Linked DNA regions of Zea mays: region 2 is linked to region 1. Evidence: chromatin contacts called from public Hi-C data. All regions are on one chromosome and are shown on one strand. The core of a region is the stretch at or near the end of the contact, and the rest is flanking DNA. Distances in the headings are between cores, read along the strand shown.

Evidence for each region. A called contact is a pair of places that touch in the nucleus more often than the background predicts.
Region 2: a Hi-C map of leaf shows a contact between it and region 1, with 2.9 times the contacts expected there. The contact joins the promoter of LOC100191202 here to the promoter of LOC100382706 in region 1. A contact is called at or near these places in 9 of 25 Hi-C or Micro-C datasets (bundle sheath, ear, endosperm and 3 more).

What each region holds. Positions count from the first base shown.
Region 1 is chr3:188,229,849-188,236,710 of Zm-B73-REFERENCE-NAM-5.0, reverse strand. It overlaps LOC100382706 (Protein ESKIMO 1), which reads left to right and starts at 4,668. Exons shown (of 5, transcript NM_001175429.1): 1 at 4,668-5,517; 2 at 5,605-5,776; 3 at 6,023-6,222; 4 at 6,324-6,479. The coding sequence starts at 4,796.
Region 2 is chr3:188,361,463-188,367,589 of Zm-B73-REFERENCE-NAM-5.0, reverse strand. LOC100191202 (2-oxoglutarate (2OG) and Fe(II)-dependent oxygenase superfamily protein) reads right to left here and starts at 1,279. Exons shown (of 2, transcript NM_001136637.1): 1 at 283-1,279. The coding sequence starts at 1,146.

The sequences.
Region 1 (6,862 bases), core at 3,419-5,918:
AGACTAACATCTTCTCAAGTCTATTTCATGTGATAGTCTCATTGTAAGGAAAATGAGGTCCCCGGAGAAAGACAACAATCTTCCACTGCAAAATCTCTCATGTTTCTCAAGCTCGCCATTGAATTTCAATCGGTATCTTTTGAGACTACATCTAGTATCATTTACATGTCTTCTCCAATATTTGATTAGACTATATTTCATATCATATGCTTCCATGTTGCAAAAATGCATAAGTAGTTAACTCATATTCTGTTACCTATGCATAAGGGAAGTCAGTCTTTTCAAATCATGTCTTGCACCTCTCTTTTTCACATACTTTTTCCTAAAAATAGAGGCTCTCTGTCAGGGGGAGTATTTCTTCGTCTCTAAAGGGGGAGAAACATTCTTTCTAAAAGAGAACACTCATTTAGGGGGAGTTTTCATATGTTTTTGTTCTACAAGAGTTTCAATTCTTGATGAGGGCAAGCTTTTATTTTCTTCCTACATGTTTTTAATGTCTTCCTTTTCGGTGGTTGATGCCAAAGGGGGAGAAGTTTAGGGACCAAAGCAATGGGAACTATATCAAACACCAAACACCACCAATTTAAAAATTTTATATCTCCAAATGATTTTTCAAGTGGTTTTGGTTATTTGGTCCAAAATAGGAAGTAAGTGAATTATGGAGTTAGGGGGAGGCTTAAGTCCATAATATCACATTGTGGGGGCAATCATGCATCCTAGCAAGTAGATTGCATATTTACATTCAAATACTTGTATTATTTGCTTGCTTTGGTTGTGTTGTCATCAATCACCAAAAAGGGGGAGATTGTAAGGAAAATGGACCCCGGGCCATTTGGCTAAGTAAGTTTTGGTGGTTGATGATTGACACAATCTGTGGACTAATGTGTTTGCTAGTGTTTATAATTGTAGTCCACAGGATGCGGTGAGGATTGGACCTAGGCAATGAGGATGCAACACCTCAAAAGAAGACATAAAAAGATGCATAGAAGTCCAAGACTCAAGAACAAAAGAAGCCCGAAGGAATCAACAAAGAAATCCTAGAAGAGGGCTGTCAGCCAGCGCCTGGTGGCGCACCGGACAGTGAACAGTACCTGTCCGGTGTGCACCGGACTGTCCGGTGGGACAACCGGACAGTCTGCGCAGAGAGGCCACAGACAGGCGTTTTCTGGCTGTAGCACCGGACTGTCCGGTGTGCACCGGACTGTCCGGTGTGCCACGGGCAGACGGCAACGGTCGGATCCAACGGTCGACTGCTACAGGCGCCAACGGTCGGCTGACGTGGCGCGCACCGGACATCTACTGTGCAGTGTCCGGTGGTGCACCGGACTGTCCGGTGCACCCGACGACAGAAAGCTGCTGCTTTCTGTCCAACAGCTAGTTGGGGGTGTGGAGGCTATAAATACCACCCCAACCGGCCATTCTCAAGGGTGGGAGCCCAAGCAACATACCAAGCAATATTATAGACATTCCCAAGTGCTCTTACACCCAAGTGCTTAATAGAATCACTCGGTGATTAGCGTAGGTGCTTTGCGAAGTGCTTAAGTTAGTTAGACCGCTCTAGCGCTTGCTCTAGGTGAACCCTAGTTAGTTGAGTGAGTTTAAACAAACCACACAACCCCTCGGCTCTTGCGTGAGTCGTTGTAATTGTACCGAGTGGGACGAGAGTCTTGCGAGACCGTGACAACCGCGTTTGTGTCACGGCCGCCACCGTGTACCGGAGGGAACGAGGCCCGCGGCGTTTCGGCCGGAAGCTCGATAGTGGAGACGGCGGGGAGCGTCCGAGAGGAGCCGGAAGCGGAGCACCACTTGCGTGTGGAGAAGGCCCGTGGCTCTCTACGGAGTTACTCGACCGAAGGTGCTTGGCCCTCGCGTGGGCTTCCCTTTGCGTAGGGGCACCAACGAGGATTAGTCGGAACCTTGCGTGGTTCCGGATACCTCGGTAAAAATACCGGCGTCATCCACGAGAGTTTGCATCTCTACTTTGCTCTTTAATATTCCGCATTTATATTAAGCATTTAAGTTTCAATCGTGTATTCATACTTATATAGTGTAGATTGAAACTTAGCCTTTTCGGTAGGGATAGCAACACTTAGACAAAACCTAGTTTGCACATTCTAGTTTGTTTATTTGCATAGGTTTTGCTCTAGGGATTTAATTGTGGCCTAGTTTAGAGAAAGTTTTAGAAGTACTAATTCACCCCCCCCCCTCTTAGGCGTCACCCGTTTCCTACAAATTCCCTTTACTTCAGTTAAACAATATTGTTGTTGAGATATTGCTGGTTTGTTGAGATATTGTTGTTTCCCTCTTGGGCTATATTTTCATGTGGATTGATGCCTCTTCTTTGAAGAGGGATGAAATGGAAAACTAACACTTATCTAAAAAACATTGTGAAGTTATGAGTAGGCTAGGGTCTTAGTCACATGTTAGCTCTTCACTCCCCAGTTCTAAAATATTGTTCATATCTATATCTATATTTGTATCTGCATCTATATCTATTTTAGTTTTTTAATTCATACTTACTTTCTATCTTGACACACAAGTTGTCTACATCATCACCCACTAACATGTTATTATTATAGCCCACTAGCACATGAAGTTATATCTTTGTGCAAAATATCCACGTCAGCAAGCCACATCATCCACTAATATGCCTTTAGCTGTCCATGTAAGCATATATACTCACCATCCACTAACATGCGCTATGATAGTTTATCTTTTCATGTAAGTAAATATAAGTAATCAAATCTCTCTCTAAACCATCTGCGATTTCCGTAGCAGCATTCAATTATTCTACAACATTTTAGTTTTGTCTTGAATTAAACTTCTCAAATCCACAAATGTCATCTAGCAAGATTGTAATTCTATGTTTGTGTAGCAAATAAAATCTCACTTTGCCCATATAAAATTCTAGTAAGTGCATTAGCAGGACATATTTGATGGTGTATTTAATAAAAAATATTTTGGTATCGTAGATACTCATGATTTTTAACTTAGTTAAATTTGAGAAGCATGGCTTGCTTAGCACAAGACTAAAATTACATATTTTAAAACGAAGGCATGAGGATATATGGCAAGAGACAATGGGCCTGTTTGGTTCAGTTTTTTTCTGACCAGCTTTTCTGAGAATCTGACTATGGGGAGAATCTGGCTGTGTAGAGAAGCTGAGTATCATTAGGATTACGTGCGGAGAAAGATAAATGTGTTCATAGGACTCAAGATCTAGAAAGTGACGGATTCATACTAATGCAACGACTCAACCGATTATGTATTTACGTTGATGTTGAATAGTTTTTACCTAAACGAATTTTATAGAAACTGACTGAAAAGCTGAACGTTTGACAGTCCGCAGCAGCTTTTGATGGTTAGAAGCTCTAAAAAGCTGAAACAAACTGGGGCAATATACTGGCTTTCAAAATCCAGGAGTGATCCAGGTCCCCCGGTACCAAGAGAAGTCTCCTCTGTCACACCGTACTGGAATAATAATCAGCCGTCACGTCGTCGACGCAACCCCGTCATTTCCAGAAGCCTCGAAACCGGACGCTGCACATGACATACAGAACGTCAGCTGGAATGTCACGCGTTATTGTACTGTACCAATCAAGGCGACGAAAACATATTGGGAGAGAGATCAAGTGAAATCGTGGTATATTTACATGTGAGGCACGCGCACGTATACGTTCTTCGTTTTCGAGAGGAAATGCGTGTTCATGTTGTTCTCAACATGTGCTCGTCGTACCATCACCATCATCATCATATTTCGAAAACAGGCTGCTGCCCCCTGTATATATAGAATGGAGTTACCCCGTTGACCTGACAGCATCAGATCGGACAGATAAAATCGTTCAAACATATGTGGCCATTTACTGGTAGCAGCTCACCGTCCAACAAGATAGCTAGCTCTGCACCTTTTCTACCGTATACTAAGAGGGTGTTTAAATGCACTAAAACTAATAGTTAGCCGCTAAAATTAGTTGAGACATCCAAACAAACTAGCTAATAATTTAACTATTAGCTATTTTTAGTAAATTAGTTAATAGTTAGGTAGTTATTTATTAGCAAGCTAATTTCACTAATAATTTTTAGCCAGCTAACTATTAGTTCTAGTGCATTCAAACACCCCTAATTCCACTAGCAAATTTTTAGTCAATTAGCTATTAACTCCTCCTAAATTATTAATGGTTCTGGAATAACAGTTGGATCGGTTACAGATCTTTTCCGATCTCCTCAATAATAATGTTTAGAGGTGTGTGTGTGCGTGTATAGAGTACTATTCAATACGTACGGTGCTGTGCATACGAAGTATTTGTTGAAACTAAACTAGTCCAAATATGTCAGTGACGTGCTGTACCACGTTTGTCCATGCCTCTCGTCTCGTCTCCAATGGCCAGGTCGCGACGACTAGTAGGAGAATTTGTCAAGGAATAAAAACGAATCACCCGTTGCATCCATCCAATTAATGCCTGTTGCTTGCACTTGCCCGTTCAACGGCTGCCCAGCCCAGGGAAGAAGAGAAGGGTGTGAGAAGCATCCAGGGGATTGGCATCGTCCCCTCCTCACCAAATCCGCAGCCCCCCGGTGCTGACTCCCCGCCCCCGGCCGGGGCTCGCCACAAACCCATAAAGACCGCCCCGACGATCCGGCTTCCCCCGCTTTCTGAGTTCTGATCGCGGTCGCGGCACGCCATCGACCGGTCTGTCCAAGCGAAAACACAGTAGTCCGGCTCCGGCGCACAGGGAGATCGAGAGAGAGAGAGGGCTATACTAGGCACTAGCTAGGATCAGCCAGCGCGGGCGCCATGAGCTTGGCGGGGCGGCGCAAGTCGTCGCACGCGGGCGCGGGAGCCGGCGCCGGCGCCGGCGCCCTCGACGCGTCCGCCACGAAGCACGCCACGACGTCGCTGCGCAAGGGCGGGCGGCTGCCGGTCTACGTGGCGAGCGTCTTCTTCTTCCTCTGCGTGGTGGTGATGTACGGCGAGGACATCCGGTCGCTGACGATCGAGCCGCTCACGCGCGTGCCCGCGCCAGCGGTGCCGGGCACCACGGGCGCTGGTGGGCGGCAAGTCGTGGTGGTGCCCCGGCGAGACATCTCCGCTTCTGAGAAGCCCGCCGCCGTGCTGCACCGCGGCGAGCAGGAGAAGCCGAAGAAGCACGCGGTGACCACGACGACGACGACGACGGCGCCGCCGGTGGCTGTCGAGAAGCCGCAGCAGAAGGTGGTCGCCACCGCCGCCGCCAAGAGCGAGAGGAATACGGCCAAGAAGGCGGCGGCGAAGAAGAAGAAGAAGCCGCGCAGGCAGCAGCGCGCGGCGAAGAAGACGGTGGTGCCGCCCGCGCTGGGCGTGCCGGAGACTTGCGACCTGTCCAAGGGGCGGTGGGTGTTCGACAACACGAGCTACCCGCTGTACCGGGAGGAGGAGTGCGAGTTCCTGACGTCGCAGGTGACGTGCATGAAGAACGGGCGGCGCGACGACACGTACCAGAAGTGGCGGTGGCAGCCCAAGGGATGCTCCATGCCCAGGTACGGTACGGGGCTCGGCTCGCGCTGTGGCAAACAATATGTGCTAGCTAGCTAAACGGCGAGGCCTTTGGAATTCCATCCCTGCAGGTTCGACGCGAAGCTGTTCATGGAGAGGCTCCGGGGCAAGCGGTTCATGTTCGTGGGGGACTCGCTGAACCGCAACCAGTGGGAGTCCATGGTGTGCCTGGTGCAGTCGGCGTCCCCGCCGGGGAAGAAGTACGTCACATGGGAGGGCCAGCGCGTCGTCTTCCACGCCTGGGTTCGTATCGTACCTGCCATTGTCCCTTTCCGCCTGCTTTAGCAAAGGACTCGTAATCCTCTGGCAGCTAGCCAAGAGGGCCCACGGGTGCCCTAGCTAACACTGCAATTCGTTCAAGTTTTCCGTCCATTTTTCAACCGTGACGCGTGCACGTTGGTGACGGGCGGCTAGCTAGGTGCACCAAACCTCTCGCGCGCGTTTCCCTGGGCCGTCGCTGACCAGGCCTGTAAATGCAATGCAATGCAGGAGTACAACGCGACGGTGGAGTTCTACTGGGCGCCGTTCCTTGTGGAGTCGAACTCGGACGACCCCAAGATCCACAGCATCCAGCACCGGATCATCAAGGCGGACACGATCGGGGCGCACGCCGAGAACTGGCGCGGCGTGGACTACCTCGTCTTCAACACCTACATGTGGTGGATGAACACGCTGGACATGAAAGTCATGTACGTTACGTTTCCCGGCCGGAAAGGGCGCCGTCGACGTATACACGCGCGAAGAGCTGACCTACCCTCGTTTATATTACGTACGTACGTAAATCGCGCAGGAGACCGGGCGCCAAGAGCTGGGAGGAGCACGACGAGGTGGTGCGGATCGAAGCGTACCGGAAGGTGCTGACGACGTGGGCGAGCTGGGTGAACGACAACGTCGACCCGGCGCGCACGTCCGTCTTCTTCATGAGCATGTCTCCTCTCCATATCAGGTACCCCGGCCCACTTCCTACTACCTAGTAGCAGTAGTAGTAGTACTTGAAGCTCTTCAACAAACAACGGCTCTTAATTAATTAACGTCGCGACGCGTCACGCACGCGTGTGGGGCGCGCCAGATCCATTGTTCGTTTCGCGTAGCAAAGGGTAAGGTACAGTACATGGCTGCGCGCGCGTGCGTGGTGCACTGGTGCTGGTGCCTGCCGAAGATCCGCATCGAGCTTGTCCCGCTCGAGAGAGACCGTGCAGATCCTATCCTAGTACAGGGCATGGTTTAGTGGCGGAGTGAGCGCGGTGGGTGGTCCCGTGCCGTGGGCGAAACGGCCAGCGCGTTCGCGCGTGGTCTCTTCTGTCTCTCCTTTTGGAGTCGAGAGGGAAA
Region 2 (6,127 bases), core at 30-2,529, 130 kb before region 1:
TGCGCAACCTACTTTAGAATTTGATGCCGCTGGGCGCTGGCCGCTGCATAAACAAAACGGATGCTCGCCATCTCTGCCGCTCGATGCTGTACGTTCTGTTGCAATGACACTACTACCTCTAGCCTTTACTAGAGCGCTAAATGAATGGTCTATAAACTTTGACCAGATCAAGACGATAAGAACAGTTACGGTGCTTATGTAATCTCTGCTTTCTTTTCGGGAGATGCTATTGCAAATTTCAGTTACTTACTAATGTTCATGAAATATCTGAGAGATTTGCACCTGGGCAATGTCGCCGACGGTGACAAGCATCGCGTCGTCGCGGGCGGCCACTGCCGTCCACTCGCCGCCGTGGTTCATAACCCAGCTTGGCGGCGCCTCTTCCTGCCCTGATGCCTCCCACTGGCAATGAAGCGCCACGACGTACGGGTACGCCTTCGCCTTCCCGACGGCCGGAGGTGCCGTATCGGCGGTGGAGACCCGGGAGGCCCACAGCAGGCACCGCGGCTTCCTCCTCCCCTCCGCGAAGGGCTTCTCCCGGAAGCCCGTGTCGGGGCACCCGGAGAGAAGCGCGACAACCCGCATGCCCACGTCCTTCATCCGACGCGCGTACTCCGCCGCAGCCGGGAGCGCGTCCAAGTCCCCCTCGCAGGCGTCGAACACTACCGCGGGATCGTCGGCGCCGCCGTCCACATCCTGCTCTTCCCCTTCCTCCACGGAGAAGCCGAGCGTGCGAAGATTAGACTCCAGGCGCGTGGACGCGTCGATCCGGGACAGCTCGGCGAGCGCGGACGACGGTAGCCCCGAAGGGATGCCGTGGCCGGCGAGGTGGAAGTAGCCCACGTCGGCGGCGTTGCGGAGGGCGCGCTGGTCGGGGGACTCGAGCGAGACGAGAGGCGGAAGCGAGGGCGGCGACGCCTGCGACCGAGCTGCGAGTGGAGACCGTAGCTGTGGAGCCGGGGACGAGAGGAGGAGGCGGTGCAGGAAAGCAGAGAGCGAGGCGTCCGTGGCCCCACCAGCCGCGGAGGACGGCGCCGCGTGGTGGTTCGATGGCGTTGGCGGCGGAGGGCCTGGGGTCCCGCTCCCTCCGAGTCCGACGGTGGTCGTGGGCGTGGCTGTGGCAGCCTCGGAGGACGAAGCGGCCATGGAGACGCTCGGATCGGCGGGGTCACAGGCAGCGCAGGTCAGGGTCAGGGTTGCTTTTGGTGGGAAGCGTGTACCGGGGTGGTTGTTGTTGGCCGCCGTTTGCTGTACTGCGAGGAGGGCGGCCTTTATCCGGTTCGTGTTGGTCTGGTTTGTCCGTTTGTGTGGACACGCCTTCTGGCTCCGTGGTGGGCCAGTTTTTGCGAATTGCGGCGACCTGGACCGGTGAAGCTGGCAAGTGGGCCGGAGCACGGAGCACGGCCTACTGGCCCTGTTTCCAACAAGGCAACAAACTCCCCTATATCAGAATTCTGCTGCTTCATTCTGCTTTTTTTTAAAAAAAAAACTGGAGGGGTCAAGACATCAGTTCGGTTTTTCTAAGTATAAAAGAAATTTAGTGATGGATCCGAATATTTATTTAGATGTCAAATTTTCGGTCTTGTTTCTTCTTTATGAACAAATAACATATAGAATTTGCTATGTAAATTTATATTCTTGTTTTTAGCATTAAGACTATTAATCTTCACAAAAAACTAACATTAAATTCATTATATATCTTTTTAAATAATTGATATAAAATTCGGATGTCTATTCGAATACGGATTCGGATGTTTTTTCACCTTTTTTATTGTAGGGAGAAAATAATGTACATAAAAAATATAAAAAAATTATTTAAATACTATGTAATATTCTTAATAACATTGCCAAAAATTAGCTTTAAATTCTACGTATATCTATGCTAAAATATTAGATTTGTGATAAAAGTCGGATGTTTTAGGAACATCCCATCTGATAAGTGAGAGGAATAACTGCATGAAACCATCTGAAACCCTAAACCGTGGAGAGCTGACACCTCAGTGATGACTTCAGATTTAAGCCGCCGTGCTGCGCCTGGAACTAGGGATGAAAACGGTTTCGGAATTTTTCAGAATTCCGGAAACCGATTTTGATTTTTTTCGATCGGATTCACCGGTAACGGTATTTTTCGAAAACGGAATCGGTTTTCGGAATTTTCTATCGGAATCGGTATCGGAATCGGCGTGGTGTTTTACCGACCGTTTCCATCGGTTACCGGTTTTTGTCGGAAATTACCGGATTTGTCTCTCGGAAATTTCCGGAATTGCGTCTCGGATTTTTTTCGGAATTTTCCAGCATATGATTTTTTCGCATCGCCTATACATTTTTGGATAAGGATTACTTATTTTTGTATTTTTTGGATGCTTTAATTTTTTTTTTAGGGTTAGATGGTGTTGGAAGGCAGTTGAGATTAACGATTTGGTCTCTCGAACGAATCCACCATTTTCTATGCACATGTTATGTATTAGTAATATATAATGATAGAAAGCCGACAATCTGTCTTTTTCACACTAGATTTTAGGGTTTTCTTGTGAGGCTGTGAAAAAACCCTTTATGTGAGGGAAAAATATTTCATGAGTAAGCATGCCATGTCAACTAAATCGAGTGGATATTGTGAACTTGTGATCTTTATGAACTTGTTATACTGTGAACTTGTTATATTGTGAACTTGTGATCTTTATAAACTTTTTATATTATAAATTTGTGATCCTTGTGAACTTGTGGTATTTGTGATCTTTTGTCAATTTTGTTTTATTGTGAAGTTTGATATGTTTACCGATCGTATTTTAGATTTCGATCGTTACCGGTATATTTTTCGCACCGAACTTTTGTTTCCGATGTTTCCGAAATACCGATATCGTTTCCGTTTCCGGAGTTACCGTTTTCGATTTTGTTTCCGAAAAAAATATGAAAACGGTAATGGTTTTAGTGTTTACAGACCGTTTCCGACCGTTTTCATCCCTACCTGGAACGATCTACTAGTTTGCATTTGCTGGCTCACGTTGATACGAAAAACAAAATGAGATTCCCTCGGAAAAATATCGGTTTCCGCTATCATTTTTTGCTGTATCCATCAGCATGCTGCATGCGTGGATCGCTTGGTGGCTTCCGTTGAACGGGGAGCGCACGAGGCATGAAATTTTTTCTGCCTTCCATGTGCACGCACGTACTCTACTTGCGAGTTACGATACGGCACGCTTCCGCGTGTCATTTCGGTTAAATTGATTAATTAATTACTTTGTGATGGGAGTTAAGAGATGCAGAGAAAGCCGATCAAGCATCTGAACATGCAACCCAAATTCCAATCACAGACCGGGGGCTCGCCTTTCGTGTTTCCTTTTTGTGGCCACCATGCTTAGAATATGGAAACGTGTGTGCGGGGGGCATGTCAACTTAGTGCCTTGTGTTGTGAGGATCATGTTCAGTGATGCCGAGTGCTTTGTTATTGTTGGACAGAGGACAGTCCACGTGTGCCTATTATTTAAACCGACGCCTAAAGAAGACAGGGGGAAACGGGTTTCTGAGTGTCCTTAGCCACTTTATTAGGTATTGTTCGTTTACACCCCAATCTAGCTCTGAATTAGTATGGATTGTAATTAAATACATGTCACAATTAATGTCCTAAAATAATGCAAGTCTACTCAAATTTTTTATTCGGTTAAATTCATCCTAGATCATAACTTAAAGATTTGGAACTTTTTTAAACTATAGAAGACATGGATTCTATCTATAGCTCATTAGACATTGAATAAATCCATAAAAATATTACACATGTTTATATTATAATCCATGGATCAAAAGAATGCTAGCTTTGAGAAATGGATGTATTAAATGATGGATTTAATCTCACTATTGGGATTAAGTATTGGGATTGAGTGTGTGGTATGAATTCACCCAATACAGACCCAAATTAAATTTATGGTGGAATTTCATCTCTTATAACCGAACGAGTTACGTGGTTAGGTAAGCGATTTTTCTCATAGTCGCGTACCCGGTCGCGATCGTGACGGATCCCCATGCTTCGAATCGAAAGCAATTGCAAAACAAAAGAAGAAAAAGGAAACCGGTTCCAGCGTCTGAAACATCCTCCAGGAAACAAGCTTGTCTGTAAAAAAACATTTTTGTGTGTATCTTTTTTTATATATATAACAGTTGTGTATGTAGTTGTTGGAGATTTGGAGCGAGTAGACGGCGAGCATCTCAGTATTTGCACTAGTCGGGGATTTGTCGTGCCGAAAGCGAGGGGCTGTACATCGAACCGGCTAATCCTGTTTCAATGAACGCATTTTCTTTCTCATCGCTGTCAGGTACTGTCGTATACGTAGTTGTAGAATTTCAAGTTTATATTATCTGAGCGATTGAGTTACATATGTTTAAAAAAATACTATTATTTTACATTTAGTTTTATACCATTTGGCTATGTTCACGTCAGTACAAACTACCTCTATAGTGACGGTCATAGAGATATTTTACTGATGTTTTTCGTTGCCAACGGTGCTAGGGCAGATTTCCACTTACGGTTATTTTAGAACCGCCGGTGGAAATTGAGATGTATTGATATAGATGTATTCCAATGTATGGATCGAGAGTGATTGAAATGTATTGATATAGATTTTGACATTATAAATACGAACCGACTCAATCGTATCCAATCCACATGGGTTACCCTCAAAACGAATAAGTTCTTAAAGATATTACCTTATTTGATTCTCAATTTATTAAAATAATTACAAAAATCATAATATATTTTCTAGGATAAATTGTGTTATTACCTACTAACCAATAAAATTTGAATTGAAAACTCAATTTGTACATAAAGCAATAAAATGGAGAAATTTTGTGAAGATTAAATTGAACCGAAAAGTAAAATAAACTAAAAAATATTTTAGGACTGGTTTGGTGGACATAAAAATGGAGGAGATCCATGGGAGAGGAATCCCCATGTGTCCACCAAACCGTCTCTTAGGTGTTATATGTATATTATCCATAGGCGAGTGGAGTAATTTAGACTTTTTCCTTTTTTACATTGTTTTCTTTCTTGTATTTCATTTTTACCTTATTTTTAACATATTTCATGTTCATCCCCTTTTTCGATTTCTATAGTTTTTATATTTTCATTTGCTTTCATCTTTTTAAATCTTTACATATTACTTCTTGTTAAAACCCGCTGGGCTTTCACGCTCCCTCCGCGCTTCGCGCTGCCGCGGGTCGCTGTGTGTGGGACCCTCGCAGCAGTGTCACGCCGTCTCCGTCCGCTGTGGCACCCGTCTCCGTCCGTTGTGCGCTTCCCCGATCCACGCCACGCTGCTCTCGTCTCCGACACGCGCTTCCCAAAATCCGCAGCGCCCTTCTCTCGCGCCCGCGGATCTCGAGAGTCACGCGCGCCGGTCGACCGTCGGCGACACTACTCCAGCGCATACGCACGCACCCGCCGGCCGGTCCATACAGGATGCACGCCCAAGGCGCCCGCGGACCTGGGGGCCTCCGCCTGGGCGTTGCTACGGCTCGGCCCGGGCCAAGCTCGTCGGTGGCGGCCAGCGCAGGCGGCCGGCGCGTCGCTGCTTCTCTGGTCAGTGTCCATCTCCTCTCTCCTCAGTTCTCTCCGTTGTGGTCTGTTTCGCGTGCCCATACCCTGTGATGCTGTTCACCGGATTTCAAAATCCGATAAATCCGCGACTTGTCGTCCCTCTCAGCGTACTCCGTATCCGTAACAGCGTCGACTCACTGTGCCCTGTCCTTCCACCGCAGCGCCCATGCCGCTGCTTTCTCCCAATCTCTTATATGAAGCCCCTCTGCTGTGTTGTCTTCCTTTTCCCCCTAACTGCAACCGCTCCTTTCTTCTCGTCGACTCCGTCGCCGCCGTCCGTTCCTCTTCTTGGGATCCCTGTTTCTTTTGTTTCGATTGATTTCCGTTTCGGCACCGGATTCATGTGCTCATCGTTCATGCCGCTCGTGTAGATCTGCCGCATTGGATACCTGGCGAACAACCACCGGTCACGAAATCGTCCAGTCGTCCCTTCTTCAGCGATTTGAGGTAATCGTTCCACCGGTCCTCGCTTTGTTATGTTGCTTTGGTTTTTTGGTTCATTGCGGTACACCTTGCTTTGTTATTTCCAGTCTTCCCTTC